Regions from separate parts of the Hordeum vulgare genome. Here regions 1 and 3 are each linked to region 2. The links are chromatin contacts, called in public Hi-C maps. All regions are on one chromosome and are shown on one strand. The core of a region is the stretch at or near the end of the contact, and the rest is flanking DNA. Distances in the headings are between cores, read along the strand shown. Region 1 holds the start of LOC123425798 (probable histone H2A.2). Region 2 holds the start of LOC123425796 (chitin-inducible gibberellin-responsive protein 1). Region 3 holds the start of LOC123425793 (isopentenyl-diphosphate Delta-isomerase I-like).

Region 1 (2,700 bases), core at 40-2,539, 390 kb after region 2:
TACCAGATTCGTATTCGTACTGCTGTTGTGCTGTCTTAGCTTCCTTTTCTCGATCTGTACCTACCGTTTCTTCACCGTCCGGATAGTCAGGGCACCCAAAACAATGTGCAGCGGCTGCTATATGTGGACTGATAATTGTTTATCTCCCATACCATTTCAATCGTTTTCTATCCTTGGTCGAACATTTAAGATGAAAAAATAGGCAAGAATTGACAGTGGAAATTTGACAAGAACACGGTAGTAGAATTTGACAAGTGCAGAGAATGTAACAATTCATAGATGCGACTTCTATAGAACGTAGCAACGAATTACAGAGGATGTAACCATTGTCCACACCTAGTTTAGCACCGGTACAAGCACACAGATTCATTCAGAAACTAATACGTACTACTCCTAGTAAAACGCAACACCTAGGCAACACTTGACTGCAGACGCTACTACACAGATACAACATCCACAACCTTCTGACCGAACACGCTACTACACAGATACAGCCGAGCACCCACGACCACCGAGAAGGAGCCGTCATCTAGCTATCGTCATCGGCAGCCGCGGCCTTGGCGCTGCCTCCGGCCTTCTTGGGGAGCAGAAGGTTGTGGATGTTGGGCATGACACCGCCGCTGGCGATTGTGACCATACCGAGCAGGCGGGAGAGCTCCTCGTCGTTGCGGACGGCAAGCTGGATATGTCGCGGCACGATGCGGGTCTTCTTGTTGTCCCTCGCGGCGTTCCCGGCCAACTCCAGGACCTGCACAAACAAGGGAGTCGCAACGGTTACTCTAAAATTCGACAAAGCTTCAAGCGAAATTAGCGAGCAGAACCGCCTAGGCACAAAGAAAAGTGAGAGGCGACAGATACAAATAGTACTAGTATTCTCATCCGAAACCCTAGAAATTTTCCCCAATTTGGCGGACAAACCACCGATCGACGAGACACCAACCGCTCGAATTCACCACCCAAAGCAGCAAAATCAGGCATCGGGTAATAGAATTCCACGCACCTCAGCGGCGAGATACTCCAGCACGGCGGCGAGGTAGACGGGAGCGCCGGCGCCAACCCTCTCGGCGTACTTGCCGGCCTTGAGGAACCGCGCGATCCTGCCGACGGGAAACTGGAGCCCGGCCTTGGAGCTCCTGGAGATAGCCTTCTTGGCGGCGCCGGAGCCGATAGCCTTGCCCCTCCCAGCCATGTCTACAGTACTCCGAGGGTTTCCGCGGTTGAGGAATGGAAGCGAGAAGCTACGGGAGCAAGTGCGGAGGGGGTGTGGTGTGGGTATACGGCTGGTAGGCAGGAGCGGTGGGTGGGGGGTGGATTATATAGAGGAGGAGAGCCAATGCGAGGGGAGTGCGCGGATCGGTGACGTGGTGGAGAGGACATGCGGCGAGCGGCGGGATCCAGTCCGTCGGATGGGAAGAGCCGTGGAGCGGTTGGTTTTTGGTTTACCGCCTCGGCTTTTCGCCGTTTCGGGGTCGGTGCTAACTCCAACTCCACCGCGATCCCGTCTTGTCCGTGTACATGTCTTTGACGTAAAATGGATATAAACGACATGAACTCAACACGTAAGAGCATATTCATTTTTTGTTCGTTTCATGTTCGTTTAATCCATTTACGGATCAAATTTAAGAACGAACACGCACGTATGCTTTTTGGACACTTTTTGTTCGAGTTGTGTCCGTTGCATGTGAGAGCTCACCCGCCTGTCATTGAAACCCGATGGGCCCACTCACCCATCCTTCTCTTTCCTCTTTTTCACACAGCGCTCCACCCACGACCATGACGAGGTTGACGAGCAGGGACGGCGCGCCGACGAGCAGCAGCAATGGGAGTCGGGGCGGGTGAGCGCGGCTAGGCGATGTGGGCGGCGTACGAGCAGGCGCGGCGGCCAGGCGGGCGCGCAGGCACGGGTGGGATGCGACGGGGCGGGCGGAGCAGGGCACGGGCACGCAGCCGACAAGGGCGAGCGGGCGAGGGCAGGGCGCGGCGGCAAGGCGGGCGCGCAAGCGCGACCGGTGCGCGGCGGGGCAGGCGGAGCAGGGCGCGGGCACGCAGCCAGTGAGGGCGAGCGGGCAGGGTAGGGTGTGGTGGTCAGGCAGGCGCGCAGGTCGCGGGCATGTGGGCGGCGAAGGCGGGCGGGCGGGCGAGGGCAGGCCCCGACGAACGCGCACGGGCGCTGCACCAGCAGGGGCGGGTGCTTGCGACCACAGGCGTGGCATGGGCGAGTCGTTGTAGCTAGGGCGCGATCGGAGCAGAAAGGCGAGGCGGGCAAGGACGAGGGCCTGGCGAAGCTCGCAGCAGTGGACTTGGCGAGCTGCGGGAGCGCGGGCGCGACGACTCACTAGCGTCGGCGACGGGTGCAGATGGGCGCGGTTGTAGGCTTGGCGCGACAGGGCACGGCGGATTCGGGCGATGCGGCTACCAGGAGCACGGTGGGCGCGGGCGCGGACCTCACCGACGGCAGCGACCACCCGGAGCTCCAAGCGCACGACAGCAGCCACGTTGTGTTCTTTACACGTGTGTTCTTAATGTGTTCGATTGAACTAGTATCACCCTACCTACTCCCAATATCTACTCCATTCGTTCCTAAATATAAGTCTTTTAGGGATTTCACTACTGACTACATACGGAGAAAAATGAATGAATCTATACGCTAAAATATGTCTATATACATCCATATGTAATATGTAGTGAAATCTCTACAAA
Region 2 (2,700 bases), core at 167-2,666:
CCTTCACGATTAAGACATGCAACCATGAGCATTCTCTAGTTGGTTTAAGAGAACTGACCCACTGTTTGGTCACCGATCCTTCAGTGAATGCACGACTGAGACCAATGTTCAGCGGACCCTAAGATTCTCTAGTTGGTTGAAGACGATTGACCAGCCTTGTTGGTTTGACTATTGGTCCGTAGCTCTTCCTATGAATTCCCAAGATGGAACCCCCCCCCACTAGCAACAAGAAGTTTGACCACTCAGACCGTGTGGAATCAGCAGCACCTTTCATCACTCACACAAGAAGCCAATTTGTGTAACATGTGTAGTAGGCTAAGCTGCTAAGGGTAGCTAAAATCGTAGTATTGATTATTGGATATTAAGTTAGTGACGCACTCTCAAGGACCAACCTCGATTCGTTCATCTATTGGGGCACTTTGCCTGGTAAGGGAGTTCTTTTTCCATGAATCGTCTTCAGGAAAGGCAGGTCCAATTGACTCGTCAATCAAGCGAAACATAAGATTTTTTTTTCCGAGGTGTATATGTCCCAATCAAGGAGGCAGATAGATCCTGTGGTTCCTCCCCGGGAAAATTAGTTTAGACTAGTTGGAGCTACCGCATCAATCTACTACTGTATGCCTGCCTCCATGTTTCCATAAACCAGAGGCAGCGATGGTTCCATTTCTAACATGAGAATCACTAATTTGGCGACGAAATTAACTAACTCTGGAATAATAAATTCCGGGCACAAGTCCAGGCAAGTAACATAAAAGTACATCTCGCACGGATGAGCGCCCATCAGACGAACCATAAGTAGGCCATGCCCACCTAGACCTAGGAGCCAGCCAGTATAAAATTAGGAACAAAATGCAACAGTAGCCTCCAGAGCGGAAGCGGAGCAGGATCAACTCCTTCGTCCCCGAAATGGAGGTCATCCGTGGAAGCTAGAAGCGAAATGCTCTCAGCCGAGGCCTTTGGCAGGTCGAATTGGCTCAAACCAAGACGAATCCCCAACTGATTCGTCAGCTAGACACCACTCACCCGAACCACCAAACCCCGTCCAACAGCCCATCTCATCGCCGAACGAGAGCCCGGAACCCGCCCAGGATCCCACCTTCGCCCTCCCGAACTATGGAATCAAACCCGAAATAGCCAGGCAAAAAACACCCAAAAAAAGCACAGCAATTCAGCGGCTTCCGGCAAAAATCAGTCGCACAGCAGGCACGGAAGCCGACGAGGTACGAGGACGGGAGCTCTCACCTCCTCCGATCTGCACGGCCGGCCCGGCGCCTCGATCCACCTCCAGCAATCTCCCTCCCTTTCTCTCTCGCTTTTCTTCTCTCTCTCTTGTGGTTCTCGTGTCCTAGTCCCTTCTCTCTTTGCGCCCCCTCCCTCTTTTCGTGTGCGCGATAATTAATATCTATCACAAGCAAGACGGCGAGCGAGAGAGAAATAAATAAATCCCAAAGTGCCACGGCTTTATATGCCCCCGGCTCCGAGCAGACGGCGACCGTGCGCGCCTGACGCCGTCTCCCCGGTCAGCGCTCCCGCGTCCTGACGCCGTGGCTTCCGCGCCCTTCACGCCGTTACGGGCGGAGGCACGGGCCCCGTCGGATGAGGATCGGACGCTCCACCGAGCCGACGCGCAGTCACGTGCGGCGCGCGGCGAGGTGCCACGACACGCGTGACGCCGGCAGCACGGACACGCGGTCTCGCGTTTGACCTCACGCGCAAGGAGGTTTGAACGGTCCGCGGCCGTGCGATCGGGATCCGAGGGTGGGCTGGCCATCGTGTGTGTGGCCCGGGGGCTTCGGCGGTTCGCGGATGGATGCTTGCTTGGCCCGCCCGTCCGTCCGATGAGACGGGGCTGCGGGAGATAAGATGGTGACGTGGGCCCCGTGCGTTGGCGCGGGGACCACCGCGAGGAAGACGACGGAGGAGGGTGATGTGGGATGCGCTCCCGCTTTTGCCTCGGTGGTTTCCATTTCGATGGGAGAATGTGATGCCTCTTTTTTTTCCTCCGGTACAAGAAATGCGATTGGCCTGCTGCCTACTTTCCACTTTCTTTTCTCAGTATTTTTCCATTACTGCAAACTCCAACGCAAGTGGTAAATTTTAAAAATGTGCAAGCAGTATTTTTTTTTTGTGATAGGGATCGTGTACGTTTTTTACTGGATTTTATGCACTGTGCAATGGCTACGGAGATGTGACATGTAGTTCAAACGCACCCAGTAAGGTAGCTAGTTATCCGTACGTAAGAAAGTTTGCCACCAAATGTGAGCTCCAGGTCTGAACAAAGCAAGAACGTAGGCTGGCTTCTAGAAGGACGCTGGGCACGATGCAAACTTGCTGCGACTACCCGCGTTCTTAAACTTTAAGGAAGGAAGGAACAGCTGTGAATGGGCCGCACCCCATGAACTCCCCTGGGGCCCGTCGTCGTCCTATTGGAACCTAGTGGGCTTATTCTACTGGATGAGCAGGCCACTGACGTCTCACCTGATGCGGATTCGATGCGCGAGAACGAACGATGATGGGTGCTCAGTGCTCTGAAAACCTTCTATGATCTCCTTTCTAAATTATTTTTGCAGCGGCATGCGCGAAGCTGCCACCAAAAACACGAATCGACTTTTTTATAAATATAATGCTGAGAGACATGGAGAAAGAGAAAAGGTACGCTTTGGCTTTGTGAAGTGGTGTCACACCAAGGCTAAACTAACT
Region 3 (2,828 bases), core at 93-2,592, 470 kb before region 2:
TTCACTCTGAATAAGACGACTGCAGCCCTCAGGAAAAAAATATTCACACAAATGCTTAAAAATAAAAAAGAAACTTGCAAATTGCAAATTCAGCCCTTCATATAATTATCAGTTTCACATAATACAATGTGAAAAGGGGAATGTGAGCTCCTTATTACAAAAAACATAGTGAGGCTTTTATAAGCACGGGTATACCTACACCTGTTAACTGTTTGGATATTTATATGGTGCACAAAAGAAAAATCCACAAAAAATCCTGAACATGTGGTGCTGAATCGATGTTGACATATAAAAATTCAGTGCCATATTTTTGAGCGTTTGGAGAAACAAAAAAAAGAGTAAGTTCGAGAAAAAAAAATTGTGCCACATGTTCTTTCTATGTGTCCCGCATACCATTGATTTTCATTCCGATTACTGGTGTGTAACACTGTATACTGCAGTCATGATTTTTTGAGATTTTGAATAGAAATACTCAACAACCTCACTAATTCCTAAGGAAATCTATCTTTGATCCACGCTCGCCTACTCAGAAGTTCCCAGTCAAATTTGTACTGCTCGTAACCTGAGCCTTTTTTATGGCCTCCAGGCTATGTAGCTTGTAAACCACAACCTCAGATCACGTTTAGCACATTCAAAACATGGACAATTTTTGCAAAGAACTAGGTGCCTGCTTGTCGTCTAAAACGAGCAGGCAGTCCTAGGAGGGGTCAAACCCCTGCTTGGTAGTACTAGTTAGTACTAGCTGTTTCTTGCTGCCACGATGCTATGATGTACAGTACTGTACTTTGTAGCCAAACGCAGAGGCTGCACTACAGTGCCCTCGTCGCACGGCAATGGCATGTCCGGAATTTGTGGGGCAGCGGTCTCCCACACAGTATATATAGGACGAGATCGATACCTCATGCCTCCCCGGACACGCAAGTCGACCGGGGATGCAAGCCATCACTGCAAGACGAGCACATGATCCAATGTTCAAAATTCAAATCCCACACCCTCCCGTTCTGATCCCAGACGAGATCCAACGGAGCAGCCAAACATACGAGGCCGAAGGCTCAAAACCCAGACGTGAAACACGCCCGACAAATCCAGATGCGCGCATCTCAGCACAACTCTGACGAGATGCTTCAACTTAAAAAACAACTAGAGGCGGGGGAGAGGAAGAGTAGGATGCGGACGCTCACTCGTCGTCAAACATGAGGCGCCTCTGGACCTCGTCCATCCCGGCGTCGTCGCCCGTGCCGGCCATGTCTCGCGGCGGAGGTGTCCGGGAGGCGACGCGAGAGCTCTGCGGCCGTGCGCAGTGTGTATGCGCTGCGCAGGGGTGGGGGCGACGACAGGTGAGGACTGAGGCGGGGGCTGATAAATAACGGAGAGGGGAGGGGGCCGGCGGCGCGGCGTTGTGGGCCCGGTGTGTCAGCGAATATATCCACGCGAGCAGCCGGGATTCCCTGCGGTCCGGAAGCGTACTCGGGTGCGAGGCTCCGGCGCTCGCGAGGGGGGCGTTTCCATACTCGCTTCGGTCGCTGAGCTGTGGGCCCCGGGCTGCGTTTCCTAAGTCGAGAGACATGCCATACGAGGGGCCATGCCAAATAAAGTTCAAAGGCAACTTTTAAAAATGGCATATTTTAGAATAAAAAATTACATTATCTTATATGGTAATCATACTGCGTGCAAGTTCAGTGCAAAAGCTTGCCACGCGATGGGCTTGTAGCCTTCGGATGTTGCGGGGGTATGGCATCCCTTATTTTAAGGTGTAGGACCATCTATTTTAGTTGAGTTTGTATGGTTATTAATCTTTACTTATATATTATATTATTAATTATTATTGTATATTTTTATTTTATTTAAAAAGAACTTTTCGCTTCACCTTTTCCTTCATCCAATCTCTCTATATACATTCCATATTCCTTTCTCCTGTTTGACTTTTCCTACCATCTTTGATTTTTCCTTCCATCGATTTTCCTTCAAATAGACTCAACCATCTCACGTTTTATTAACTTATTAAAATAAACTCTTTTTTATAAGTCAATAAATATTTATCAAATAGTAAGTGCTTAACAGGAGTATGACATGTAAATCATGTTGACTGTGTACAAAAATTTGCTAAGGTTTTACCACACCAACGTAATAATGTGCAACCATGGACTAATCTATTTAAATAATTACATTTTGGTTGCAGCGCACAGACAATTATTTAGTATAAGATCAAAAATAATGTGTATAAATATCTTCTCTTTTTGAAGGAATATATTCTTCCAAGTAACACTCATGTTTTTTTAGTTGCCATGTTTTCTTGTTTGCTTGGAATTGTACAGCGGAAAAATGGGCATCTAACATCTCTCTGGGTAGGCACAAAAATTACACCTTCTCCCTTTGGACAAAAAAGAGATTACCCCTAACTTTGTGTTGGCACAACAATATGTAGCGAACAACCACACATACATGTCACTATTCTCTAACAGACATGTGAGTTAGAAACCAAAACCCACACACAACAAGGGCTACAATTTGTGATAACTCACGAGATCGATTATCCGCCGATGGTTGAGTGTTGGTCTTTCGCTAGTCTTTATGTCACGAGTCATCTCTCGTGCTTGTCCCATTCCTCCACCTCACTTGTCGCACATGAGTTGTTGGCTAGTGCCGCCTTCATGGCACACCATCCATGCTTGTAGTGTCACATTACCTCCACTAGTCTCTCGCCTCCGCCCTCAATTCTCAGTCATCACAGTAACTCCAAAATTTTATGATGATAACCCACCGTCATTCCCATGTCTATTTTGAGCCCTGGTCTTTGAATATGTAGGCCTAGATTTTTTTGCAAGGAA

Evidence for each region. A called contact is a pair of places that touch in the nucleus more often than the background predicts.
Region 1: a contact with region 2 is called in a Hi-C map of seedling, with 4 times the contacts expected there. The contact joins the promoter of LOC123425798 here to the promoter of LOC123425796 in region 2. A contact is called at or near these places in 4 of 6 Hi-C or Micro-C datasets (leaf and seedling) and 1 of 1 datasets of contacts at active chromatin or transcription factors (embryo).
Region 3: a Hi-C map of leaf shows a contact between it and region 2, with 4 times the contacts expected there. The contact joins the promoter of LOC123425793 here to the promoter of LOC123425796 in region 2. A contact is called at or near these places in 2 of 6 Hi-C or Micro-C datasets (leaf and seedling).

Annotation. Positions count from the first base shown.
Region 1 is chr2H:192,866,351-192,869,050 of MorexV3_pseudomolecules_assembly, forward strand. LOC123425798 (probable histone H2A.2) reads right to left here and starts at 1,290. Exons shown (of 2, transcript XM_045109537.1): 1 at 1,001-1,290; 2 at 267-748. The coding sequence starts at 1,189. The coding sequence ends at 530.
Region 2 is chr2H:192,471,590-192,474,289 of MorexV3_pseudomolecules_assembly, forward strand. LOC123425796 (chitin-inducible gibberellin-responsive protein 1) reads right to left here and starts at 1,417. Exons shown (of 2, transcript XM_045109533.1): 1 at 1,243-1,417.
Region 3 is chr2H:192,005,872-192,008,699 of MorexV3_pseudomolecules_assembly, forward strand. It overlaps LOC123425793 (isopentenyl-diphosphate Delta-isomerase I-like), which reads right to left and starts at 1,343. Exons shown (of 6, transcript XM_045109531.1): 1 at 1,182-1,343. The coding sequence starts at 1,246.